Linked DNA regions of Canis lupus: region 2 is linked to region 1. A link is a contact called in public Hi-C data. All regions are on one chromosome and are shown on one strand. Each heading gives the region's core, a stretch centred on a gene start, on an enhancer-like site or on the middle of the called end of the contact. The rest is flanking DNA. Distances are from core to core; before and after follow the strand shown. Region 1 holds the start of COX5B (cytochrome c oxidase subunit 5B). Region 2 holds the start of ANKRD39 (ankyrin repeat domain-containing protein 39).

What was found. A called contact is a pair of places that touch in the nucleus more often than the background predicts.
Region 2: a contact with region 1 is called in a Hi-C map of skin fibroblasts, with 2.1 times the contacts expected there. The contact joins the promoter of ANKRD39 here to the promoter of COX5B in region 1. A contact is called at or near these places in 2 of 9 Hi-C or Micro-C datasets (amygdala and skin fibroblasts).

What each region holds. Positions count from the first base shown.
Region 1 is chr10:46,039,594-46,046,091 of UU_Cfam_GSD_1.0, reverse strand. COX5B (cytochrome c oxidase subunit 5B) reads left to right here and starts at 2,756. Exons shown (of 4, transcript NM_001144130.1): 1 at 2,756-2,855. The coding sequence starts at 2,756.
Region 2 is chr10:46,171,075-46,177,572 of UU_Cfam_GSD_1.0, reverse strand. ANKRD39 (ankyrin repeat domain-containing protein 39) reads right to left here and starts at 2,411. Exons shown (of 4, transcript XM_038551115.1): 1 at 2,270-2,411. The coding sequence starts at 2,369. SEMA4C (semaphorin-4C) reads right to left here. Exons shown (of 15, transcript XM_038551099.1): 13 at 5,818-5,975; 14 at 5,658-5,728; 15 at 3,790-5,531. The coding sequence ends at 4,702.

The DNA.
Region 1 (6,498 bases), core at 1,507-4,006:
GAGGTAGAGATGGGGGTAGACAGCTGGGGAAGCCAGAATGGCCTGGGGAGTGGAAAGCAGGCTCTGTGGTAAGGCCTGAGTGACAGAAATGGCCCCTGGAGATCAACCTCCTGTGGAGGAAGAAGAGCCAAGAGGCTGAAAGGCAAGGTGGAGGAAGCTTAGTTTGAGTGAAGGCAGCTAACAATGAAAAGATGTCTAAGAAAATGAAGTTATAAACAGAGTTTGGGATTTAGTAAATTGGGGCCCAAGAGTGAACTTAGCAACAGAATTTCAGGGTGCAGTGGGGTCAAACAGTAGGTTGGAGGGAAGGAGATGTTTTTCCAGACATCTAGAAGTGGTTGGAAGAAAACAGATCCATGACAGAGGCACTGACCTGAGTAAAGACTTGGGTCTCAGCATCCTTGAAGGCCAAGGGAAGGTGCCTGTTGCAGGAAGAGGGCAAAGAGCCCAACAGGTGAAGGCTCAGCCTTGGGGAAGAGAGACTCAGTTCCTCCAAGACCAGGCGGAGGGATGAAGGGAAGGGAAGAGGAGGGTGAAAGAGGAAGAGGAGGGAGGGAGGCTGAGTGAGTTCCTGTCTGCTCCTCAGTGAAATACAAGATGGGCAGGGCTGGGGCTTAAGGACGGAGGGAAAGAACCACCAAGCTCCCAACATGGAGGGCTCAGCCAAGGGTGACCGTCACAAGCCTCTCATGGTGTATGATTTTCTCTGGCAGTGCTTGCCAACTTGGAAGAAGAACCCAGAAAACAGATGGTTGGGCATATTTAGCCTTGGGTACCAGGGACAAGGGAGCAAGGAACTGAGAATGCCAGTGACAGCGTAGTTGAACCATTGAGCAGGGCATCATTCCAGGCAGAGAATCATGCTGATCACTCTGTCTGCCCTTCTGGGTCCCCCTCCATCTCTGTTTTCTGCCTGGGGAGCTTTCCTCCATGGGCTGCATCAAGGGACTCCCATGCCCTCTGGTTGCCAGTTAGGGTCCCTTTGCTTCTCACCTCCACCCTGCCCTTGCTGCCAAGGCTCTGGCAGCGGCACAGCTCCTCCTGCTGCTCAGGACTCACCAGTGCAAATACCACTGGGCCCAGGGTGGCCCTCCCAGGTCTTCAAGATTCCTGGGGGCTCCTCAACCCTGCCACCCCTCTGCAAACAGTCCTTTACTCACCTCTTCTGTGTGGGTCAGTGGGGCCTGACGACTTAGGAAGAACAGATCCCATGGGCCCGCCCAGCAGGATGGGGATGGAGGGAGGAGGAGGGGAGAGGGGAAAAGAAGAGATGGCATGAGGGAAGAGAGGAACATTAGGATTTCCCAGATGGAGCTTCATTTCCTCTCTGGAAGAATAGATGGGGCTCTGTGGGATGGGGAAGAGGGTCACTGGGTGAGAGAGGGGTTCTGGAAGGGGAAGGGTGGCAATTCACATTTGCTCCTGTGCTGCCTCACTGGTTAGATTGGACAGCTTTTGTTTCTTACACACACACTTAGGTAAGAATCCTCCTCTCAGCCCGCTGAGCCCCAGCTACAGCCAGGCCCTGTGCTGACAGTAGTTCCAGGTGACCCATTTTGGATTTGTGGTATCTGCACAAAAACGTTTGATTTGTTCTGACCTGGCTTTTCAGCCAGAAGGGTCCTAGCTCCCACAAGCTGCAGGGGATTCAGCCACTTTATCATATCTTCCTCAGTCCTCCCCAGGTGGCCCTTGAGGTCTAGGCTATCCCTGGGTGATGCATGATCCCAGCAGGCCTGCACACAGCAACTGTCTCACCCCACCCAACACCCTTGTTATAATTAAAAATTGGCCCTACATATGTCTTTGTGAGTGGTCAGGGATTCTGTGACCCAGCCAGAGCAACTTAAATGCAAATTTAAGTCCCTTTTTTGACCCAATTTTTCAAGCTTGTGAAAACTTTGCCCAAACAAAGAACAATGCCTCACCCCCTTCCACTTTCTTGTGATAGATTCAAGGAAGAAGCCACATTTTACTCCCTTTGAATAGTGACCAGCCTTGGCCCAGGGAAAGGACTCAATATAAATAAGCTCCTTAACATTCAAAGAGTGTCTGCACGTCAATAAGATAAAGAACCTCCCCTCATAAGAATATGAATAGCCAATTAAAAAAGGTTTCATTTCTGAATAGGTAATACATCCATACAGTTAAAACTCAAAATAGTGTAAGAGGTCTGCAATGGGTCTCAGTCCCACCCCTGCCTTTGTGGCCCTGTTTCTCACCAACCACCACCACTTTCTCACCCCCACAAATACACAGAAGTAGCTACTTGTATTAACTTCCTTTCTTTTTTTTTTTTTTTAAGATTTTATTTAGTCACTTAGCACACAAGAGAACACAAGTGGTAAGAGAGGGAGAAGCAGGTTGCCCATCAAGCAAGGAGCCCCATGTGGGGCTTGATCCCAGGACTCTGGGATCATGACCTGAGCCAGAGGCAGCTGTGTAACCAACTGAGCCACCCTGGCACCTCTGTTAGCTTCTTTTGTATCCTTCTGGAGATCTTCTGGATAAACTCAAGCAACTGGGAATATATCGAATTGACCAATTTAAAGCCAGCATTAACTCAGCACTTACAGTGTATTAGGCAGTTCTGAGCACTTCATGAGTGTTAATTCATTTGGTCCTCACAACAGCATAAAGAGGTACGTCTTATGCCCGACAGAAAGAAAAGAAAACTGAGGCAAAAAGAGACTAAAGAGCTTGCTTGAGTGGCTAAACCGGGCAGTTCACAGCACAGGGAAATGCAAATGGCCTTATGAAGAGAGGCTCAGCTGCCTTGGAGGTCAGGGAACTGAAACTGCAAACACCAACAGCATCTTGTGTTTTATCCACCCAGCGGGCAAACTTTGCAAAAGGTGGGTAACTCACCTTGTAGAGGTGAGTTCTGGCACTCACATGCCCTACTAATGGGAACATGAATTGCTCCAAACTTTTGGGAAAACAATTTGGCAGAATTAATTGATGTTTAATATACACACCCTCCAAAATAGAAGGCTAGGTGTCCATAGACATGCACTGCAGCATTGTTTGATAGGCAAAAATATTCTGGATATTCATCAAGGGGGAAATGGGCAAATTACAGTAGATTTATAGTTGGAAATACTATGCAGCAATTACATATAATGAGTTAGATCTGTTTGTATTGATCTGTAATGTCCACAAAATATGTTTTTAAAAAGGTTTGTTTGACAGTGAGAGAGAGTGCCAGAGCATGAGCAGGGGGAGGGGCAGAGGGAGAAGCAGACTCCCTTCTGAGCAGGGAGCCCAATGGATCATGACCTGAGCTGAAAGCAGACTTTTAACTAACTGAGCCATTCATCTGCCCCCACAAAATATTTTTTAAAGAAGCAATTTACTAGTAATTTTTATAGTAATATATATTTTTGTAATCGATATTCACTTATATATCTGTATATTTTAAGAAACAGCCCTTATATGTGCATTTGTTTGAATATGTCTATATAAGCATGGGGCAGGGTAATTTTGCCCTCCAGGGGACAAATGGCAGTGACTGAGGACATTTTTGATTGTCACCACTGGGGAATGCTAATGGCATAAATGGTAAAAATCCTACAATGCACACGGGACTGCACCCCTACCCTGCAAAGAATTATCCAATCTAAAATATCAATGGTATTGAAGTTGAGAAATGCTGGTATAAAGGAAAAAATGGAAAAACACAAAACTGTTAATAGTGAACCTTTTCCTTAATTGTCACATATGTTTGACTTACTACAGTATGTAGTTATTTTGACCACTAAAAATAATCATATAAAAGCAAAAAAAAAATAATACTCTGAAAGTTTCTTGTTTTGGCAAAGACAATGATGGAGCAGGAATAGGGAAAACTGTTTATCAAGAAGACATTAGGAGTCGATATGAGCAAAGGGTGGAAGGAGCTGGAGACAGCAGGGAGTGGATAGGATACTTAGAGACTGGTCCTGACATCGGAGCTCACCTGCAAAGTCTGAAGAATCCCAGGTCTTTGTGAGCTGAATAAGGACCTGAAAAAATGTCCTATGATTAGGCATCAACCATATTTCTATTTCATAGGCTGGAGTGAACCATCTGTGGTCAGGCAGCAGGGAATCATAACAGCTCACAACTGCATTTCTCACTGGTCTGCTGAGACTTGGGTTAGGTGCTTCTTGGCAAAGAGTGGTCAATGAAGATAGAAAATCTCTGACATAAACCCCGGGTGAATTAAGCAATAACTATGCTTTTAATTTAATTAGGCTTTTGCTGCAGGCCTAATCAGAACCTTAATATGCTAGAATGTGCATCTCCAAGAGGAAGTTCATCAAATGCAGGACTTTCCAAGTCTTTTTTACCGAAAGCATCTACTGAGATTAGAATTCTGTGCAATACTTTTTGGGAAATACTAATCTAGTCTAATCAATTTTACTGATGAGAAAAATGGCCAGAAGAAAAAGTGACTGGCTAAGCCAGCTGATTGGGTACCATCCCAAAACACTTATATTTCAGACCAGTGCTTTTCCCCTAGCATTAAACATCAAACCATAGGTACAAATCAACTGTAGATTCTTGGGGAACATTCCTAAGATTTATGGAATTTTTAAAAAAAAATTTATTTATTTATTTATGATAGTCAGAGAGAGAGAGAGAGAGGCAGAGACATAGGCAGAGGGAGAAGCAGGCTCCACGCACCGGGAGCCCGACGTGGGACTCGATCCCAGGTCCCCAGGATCGCGCCCTGGGCCAAAGGCAGGCGCCAAACCGCTGCGCCACCCAGGGATCCCCTGGAAATTTTTTTTTTTCCAATTTAATTTGGAGCGGTTGCACTGGAGGTAAAAGAAGGGAGTCACACTGTAAGCCATTCAAAGAAAACCCACTTTTAAAGAGGAGTAAGAAATTTGCCTCAGAAGAGACTCTATATTTTTCTTGGTAGAGGGAGTGAAGTCCAGTGAAGACCAAATGTGCTTCTGTGAAGGAATGCTCCACCAGGTCCTTTTGAAAATGTAGCCTGCATGGGACAGATGGAAACACCTGGGACTTCAGCCCTCCCCAAGTTTACCTCAAATTGACCTCACTGGGCCAGTAGCAGCCCTAGAAAACTTGTTCTGTAGACTCTCTCCAAGAAGTAAATTGGCTAAAATTTACTTGATCCAATTACATGCTGGCCTTCTAGAAGCCACTGAGGATTCAAAGATGAATAGGGCATAATCATTGCTCTGAAGGGATTCTCCATCTGGTATGGAAACATACTGCACGGAATCAGATTAAGATAGGGCTGTGCTGACAATGTGAACCGAGTCCCAGCAGCCATGGGGGGGGGGCAGTGTTTAAACTTTTATTATTTTTTAAAGAGTTTATTTATTTATTCATGAGAGACAGAGAGAGAGGCAGAGACACAGGCAGAGGGAGAAGCAGGCTCCATGCAGGGAGCCTGACATGGGACTCGATCCTGGGTCTCTGGGATCAGGCCCTGGGCTGAAGGCAGGGGCTAAACCGCTGAGCCACCCAGGGATTCCCCAGTGTTTACACTTTTAAACGCCCACCCTTCTAAGAACCTTGCACACCTTGGCTTGTGGGCAACAGGAGCTATGAAAGATGTTTTCAGTATTAAACAGAAACCTCTGGCCCAGGTACCTTCGGTGACTTCATTTCCCATTCTCAGCTTCTCTTCTTGCTCTTTTTGTTTGTGGCAAACTATGCTCAGAGACTGAGATTGTATTTACCAATAATTTATTTAACACATGTTCACTCAGGGAATTAAAATTTATATTTCACAAGCCAATAGCATACAGGACCTCTTTATACGGCAATTAGGAAATAACATACTTCAAACCAGTGACAGGTTAATTATGCAATTGTTCTAGGCAAAGGGGAGATGAAAGAAAGTCCAAATTTAGTTGAGGTGTACCTTTCCACGCTGGGTAGAGTCAGCCCTTTCAACTAAAAGCTGGATATCAGAGCACCGGCACTGCAGGGCACCAGTGTTGGCAGGAATGTGGGCTGCTTCGAAGGGATCACTAAACCAATCATGCCACTGCCTCGGAATGCCAAGGCCGGCACAGATGCCCCTTCTCCAAGACTGCTGTGTGGTCACCACTGCTGACCAAAAGTAGCATCACTAGGGCGGGAGGAAGGGTGTCAAGGTCTTCAGGAACTATATTTAGATCAAGAAAGAGTGGCTCTGCCCAGACTGAACACTCTCGAGTTGTTGACCAAACCTCTTAGAAGTCTGTCACATGGACGCACTGCTGTTACTCCGGTGTCAGTGACATAATAGTCCTCTCCACTCCAGGTGGGACAGTTCATTAAGAAAGTCCTAATACCAGCAATGTCCACAATAGCCAAACTGTGGAAGGAGCCTTGGTGTCCATGGAAAGATGAATGGATAAAGAAGATGTGGTCTATGTATACGATGGAATATTCCTCAGCCATTAGAAACGACAAATACCCACCATTTGCTTCAACGTGGATGGAACTGGAGGGTATTTGCTGAGTGAAGTAAGTCAATCGGAGAAGGACAAA
Region 2 (6,498 bases), core at 1,162-3,661, 130 kb before region 1:
GGGTTGAATTTACAACCCTAGGATCAAGAGTTGCATGCACTTCCAACTGAGCCATCCAGGTGCTCCTAAATTTTTTTAAAACATTTTTTTTTTTTTAGTAATTTCTATACCCAATGTGGGGCTCAAACTAACAACCTTGAAACCAAGAGTCATTTGTTCTCCTGACTGAGCCACCCAGACACCCCCAGCAGAATTATTAACAGTAGTAGCAGAAAAAGAAGATAAATAATATTTCCAAAGGTTTGAGAGGGAAAAAGTAATTGTCAGTTTAGAATTTTACACCCTACTAAGTTACCAGTTAGGAGATACAGAGACAGAGAGCTGGAGAATCATACTCACTGAAAAAAACTTTTAAAGGATATACTTTGGGAAAAGGGAAAATGAACCCACAGAGGAGATATGAAGAAAAAAAAAAAAGATCCACATGATAAGGATCTTTCCCATGTGTGGGAAATAATAAATGAATAAGCAAACAAAGTAATATCAGGTGGTAAAAACTGCTTTGATGAAAGATAATATATCAGAGTAACAGAGGGGAAGTAATATATCAGAGAAACCTTACTCCTTTGGACAGGGGTAAGGTTTCTTTCTCAACAGCAGTACGACTGGCATTTTAGGCCAGTTAATTCTTTGGTAGGAGGAACTGTCCTGTGCATTGTAGGATATAGACCAGCATTCCCGGTCTCTACCTTCTAGATGACTGTAGCACCCTCCCAGCCATAATAACCTGAAATTGTTGGGGCACCTGGGTAGTTCAGTGGCTGAGCACTCCCTTTGGCTCGTGGTGATCCTGGGGTCCTAGGATCAAATCTTGTGTCAGGCTCCCCAGAGGGAGCCTGCTTCTCTCTCTGCCCATGTCTCTGTGCGTCTCTCATGAATGAATAAATAAAATCTTAAAAAGAAAAAAAAAAAAACCTGAAATTGTTTCTACACATTGCCAAAGACCCTTAAGGGTTAGAACTGGCCCCTTCAGCTGAGAACTACTAGAATGGGGTGTTCATCGTGGGTGGGCCGGAGGAGGTGACATTTGAGTGAGACCAAGGAGTTCCTCAATGTTGCAGGAAGTTCATTCCAAGGAGCAAGTACCATGGCTGTAAGTCAGAAAGAGATCTTGCCTAAGAAACCCAAACAAGCCCAGTGTGGTTGAAGCATAGCGACTGGGGAAAGAAAAGGATGAGATCCCTGGGTGGCTCAGCGGTTTGGCGCCTGCCTTTGGCCTGGGGCGCGCGGTCCTGGAGTCCCGGGATCGATCCCACGTCGGGCTCCCGGCATGGAGCCTGCTTCTCCCTCTGCCTGTGTCTCTGCCTCTCTCTCTCTCTCTCTCATGAATAAATAAATAAAATTAAAAAAAAAAAAAAAAGGATGAGAAATAAAGTGGAGGCAGGGAAGTAGAATAGGCAGGGATTAGATCACACAGTTTTGTAGGCCATGAAGGGAATCTGAGTTGATTCTAAAAGCAATAAAATTATCTGATTTAATACTTTCAAAAGGTTTACTCTGGCTTCTGCGTAACGTAGAAAACACGGTTGGAGGGCAGGAGTGAAGCAGGAAGGCCCAAGAGGGAATTGCTTCAGCAGCCCAGAGGGAGGCGCCATGGAGGCCGCTGCGCGGGTGCACGGCTGCCTCACAGTCAATTAAATCCGAAAGCACATAAAGCGGCAGCATCTACCCAACAGCTGATGAGTTAGTGCTGCATTAGCGGCCTCCGCCCTGACAGAGGACACGCTGCTTCCCGAGAAGAGAGGACTTGGGTTTCAGCCTTACTCTGTCCTTACAGGCAATGCCACCTCCTTCCATGGAGTATGGGGTAAAAGGGTTCCGTCTCTGGGCCCCAAAGGTAGAGACGCCACCTGCGTCGAGGCCCACGTGTGCCGCCGGACCCCGGGGCTCACGCGGGCGGCCAGGGCGTCAGCTCCCTTCGCAGCGCGGCCCCTCTGACGCTCCACGGCCTCGGCGTGGCTGCGACCCCCGACCCCCCGACCCCGACCCCGCACACCCCCGGGCCGGCCCGAGTCTCCCGGCGGCGCCCCGGCCGAGGAACCGGGCCCCGCCCCAGCACCTGGGAAAGTTGCCGAACCCAGGGCCCCCGTTTCCCAACCCGCGCGCGAAGCGAAGTTTCTAGTGGCCGAGCTCGTGCCGGGTCCCGCGCGGGATGTCCGCGACCAGGGGGCTGTGAGCCCACCGCCCGCCCGCGCCCCCACCAGGCGCGCCGCGGCCCCGCTTCTCTGCCCTCCCTGGTCCCACGATCTGGCGAGAGCCGGAGTCTCACCCCTGTCGAAGTCCATCTCGTCCAGCGTCTGCTGCACGCCGGACGCCGCACCCGGCCAGGAGCAGCAGGGCCCGTCCGCGCAGGGCTGCGGCGACGCCATGTCGGCCCGGGAGCTCGCTCCGCCCCGGCTGTTGTGCGCACGCGCGGCCGGGCCGGGGGCGGGGCGGGGCGGGGCCGGGGGGCGGGGCCTGGGGCGGGGCCGCGGCGGTCCTCGGAGGCCGGCTCTGCGGGGCTGTAGCTCCGCGGCCAGTGCAGGCGGGGGCGGGGCTTGGCTGCGCTGCGCTCCCCGGCGGCCGCGCGAGGGCGTCCCAGGCTAAGCGAGTGCCGAGGGCCGGGCGCCGGGTCCCCAGACCCAGAGCGCGGGCGGATGGCGCCCGGGCCGCCGCCAGCCCCGGAGGGTGTGGGGACGCGGCGGGCGGGTGTGGCGGCTCGCCAGGGCCCAGCCCTCCGAGGCTCCCCTGCGGCCCACCGGTTTCCCCAGGGCAGGGAGTCGCCGGGCGCGCCCCAGGTCCTCCGCCCCGGTTTTCTGCACCACCCCAGGCCCAGTGACCTCGCTCCCCCCTCCCTCCTCTCGCGCCTCCTGCGCGGTTCTTGAAAACCCATGGGAGGCAGGTGGCCATGACTTTTGCCATTAGGAGCACAGAAAAACCCCAAGGGCAGGAACGGGGCCTTGGGTTGTGGGCCTTGCATTGTGCCCAACCCTACTCCAGTGGGGGCCTAGTTTACTGTATCAGGCTTCATATATCAAAACATCCTCTGGGCTGAGGTTGACGGACCATGCTGGAAGCTTAGCGTCCCCAGAAGTCGGCAAATCACAGCCCTTTCCTACAGCTAAGGACACCCGGGGCAGCAGCCCCTTTCAGCCACTGCAGGCCCTCCAGACCAGTCAAATGTAGGGAGTCCATTTCACTTGAACTGCCTCCATCTGTGGGCATGGACTACAGAATCCAGGCTGGGTCCTCTCTTCCTTACAAACATCTGGGCTCCCTGTACCACTCCTTCCATAGGACAGTGGCTTGGCGCACACTGGGTGGTAGTGAGCAAAGTTCCACACTTCACATAGCTGAAGCATTCAGGACTAACATTTCTGGAGGGATAGGCAGAAAGCTTCCCCTAGGCTAGTTGGGAGCCCCGTCCTCACACAAGCCAGTCCATACAACCTTAAGCTTTCTAGGAAGTTCCTCTCCTACAGCCCCCAGCTGCCACTTCCCCTTCCCAGAGTTCTGAGAAGCCAGGCCCCTCCTCTCCTGCCTTGCTCCCAATGCCCTAACTTCTCCCTTTGGCCAGAAGCCAAAGCTGGCTCCCAAGAGGCTGTGGCCCTGGTCTGGTTCCCAGCCCCACAGCTACCACTGTGGGAAAACACTGGAGCCTGGGCTACATTCCCCCTCTGGAGAGGCACAAGCAGGCACGGACAACTGTAGGGGCAGCTGCCCCAGAACTACGGGGAGGTGAGGCTAGTCCAGCCCAGAAGGTTTTAACCGAATGTCTTATCCCTATAGCAGTAACATTTCCCATAGCAGTATCATTTTCTTGATTTTATTCGTCAATATAAAAATACTCAAATATTTACAACAAATAAATACGCGAGAACACAATAAGTTACACTGTTAGGAGCCCTCCTCCTAGGGCTGGGAGAGGCTATGCAATATCCACAGCATGCCCACCCTCTTTCTTCCTCCCTCCCCCTCCCCCCCACACAACCTTTCCCAGCCCTGTAAGGGAGGACAAGTATAAAATACCACTGAACCCCCGGGCCAAGTGGGAGGCCCCTCCCACCCTTGCCCCAAACACACAGGAGAATCCATCTCCCTCCCCCCAACCCTGAAAACATTCACAGCCCTAGGAGCAGGACCAGGCCCACTCCAGAGCTCTGGACTCCCCCAAAGGGGTACAGCACCCTGCCCAGCCCACCCCCATATGTACATCGCTGACCCACACTGGGGACAGGTGGGGGTAGGAGAGGCAAAGTGATACAACCCCTTCCCCTTCATAGCTCCAATGACTCACCAGGAGGACCCCAGGCCAAGGGAAGACTTGACAGAAAAAGGAAGACTATCACATACACACACACACACACACACACAGGCACACGCACAGAAAAAGGAAGACTAAGTCACACACACGTGTGCACACACCCACATCTCCAACTTCTGCCTTGAAAAGTTTTGGCTGCTGGGGTCCCGTGTGTCCGTGATTCACAGCCCCTCACAGAGAGGAGGAAGATGCCTCCCGTGAGGCCGGTGCCCTGGTGAGCCACACCAAGTGGCAGTGCCCGTGCTGAGCAGAGCAGGTCCCCATGGCCGGGCAGGTGCTGGGCAGGGTCCGTCCCAGGCCGAGCCCGGTGCCCGCGCCATGTCCCTGAGGTAGCTGGTGCCTGTGCAAAAGGAGAGGCCGCGCCTCCCGCGCTGCCCCTGCGAGGAGGTGGGGGCCCCTCATACTGAGGACTCCTCAGGATTGGAGTCTGGCAGCGGCTGGCGCTGCTGCAGCTTGCGCCTCAGTTCGTCGGCCAGCTCCGGCAGAGGGTGCCCGAGCCCCCCGCGGTCCTCCCCGCCCAGCTGTAAGCGCACGTAGCCGTTGGCGTTTGAGTTCCGCCCACCCCCCAGGTGAAGCCGGGTGGGCGAAGGCAGGGGCTGGCCGGGGATGCCGGGAGGTGGAGAGGGGGGCGCGCCCCCGGGCTGGCAGCGTGCGTGTCCGGGCACGATCTTGAGGGAGCCGTCCGAGTAGTAGTAGCCCACGGGGTCCCAGAGTTTCTCATCGGTCTCCGGGCCGGGCCTGAAGGGGGGACTGGTGGGCTCCTTGGGCAGCTCCAGCGGGTACACCAGGGTCCTCTCTGCCGCCTTGGCGCCTTTCTCCAGCTCCTCCCGCAGCCGCCGGCGCAGTGACAAAACAAGCAGCAGCAGGACCAGGCACACGGCTCCCAGGGCCACCACGGCCAGCCACACCAGCCCCAGGTTTTCCAAGGGCGCTCGAGCCTCCAGGGTCACCGACGGGCCTGCCACCACAGCCACCAGGTAGCCTTCAGCGGCCAGCCTCGCCCCCTGCTCCTCCGAAAAGCAGTGATAGGCCCCGGCATGGCGGGGCTGGGCAGCCATCACGACCAGGGCCTGCAGGCGGGGGTCATAGAGGAAGGAGCCGGGCTGTTCTGCAGGCAGGTCTCGGCCCCCAAAGGTCCAGCGGGCATGAGCCAAGTTGGAGGAGAGGCGGCAGGGCAGCACCAGGTCTGTGCCTGCCACCACGGTGATGTTTTTGGGTATGAGCCTGACTGCAGCAGTAGAGAGGGAAGAGAGCAGAGTTAGCACAGGAAACCCAGGGCCACAGGGAGCAGCAGACGTTCTAGCTCATGCCCAGGGCCCATCCTACCCAAAGAGGGAGAAAAAAGGCAGCTCACCTTTTTTATTGCCACGGAGATTACAAATGCCTGACGTGTCTGAGACTGCCACGTGCTGGATCAGCAAGGACCTGTTTGGGGAAGCAGGGTCCATGGGCATCGTGGCTCCCACCAGCCTGCCCCTCACCCCTGGTCTCAGCACGTGCAAAGCCCCACTCACCCAGAGTGGCCACCCACGGCTATACAGCGGCTGGCGTTGACACTCCAGGCACAGTAGGGGTCCCGAGCGAGGACACAGTCAGCACAGGAGCGGTACTTCACGCAGTCGGCCAGGGGCAGCTGAACCAGCTGAGAGCGGGAGCCTGCAAAGAGCAGCTTCTGCAAGGGAAGCAGGACACAGGGGGGGTCAGCCAGGCTGGGACACGGCCCAGGGCCAGCTCAGACTGCTGCATGGGAGTGCAAGAGCAAAGGTGCCCACGGAGGAAGAGGGCCGTGTTCAAGTCTGAGGGGGGAATCGAAGGACCGAAGAACACACAGAGGGCTTACTAGAAGCCAGACACAATCCTAAGCACCTTAGAGATGTGACCTTCTTAGATAAGAAGAGTGGAACTGTGAGGCTGAGGAATATAATCACACACACACACACACACACACACACACACACACTCCAGTACGGTATAAATAGTGCAGGAAGTGTGTTTTCCGCTAGGCCCATTTGCCCTCACAATAGCACGAGCATAATATAAGGTGTTTTCCTCTGTTTGAATGGTGACTGCCAATCCATTTGTTTCTTCAACCATAGACCTTCTTTCTGCCACTATTCCATGTTCTGGAGAACAATCTGAGCCACAATAGTTGGTCAAGGCAGAACACATGAGAGTTCAGGGGAGTCACAAAGCAG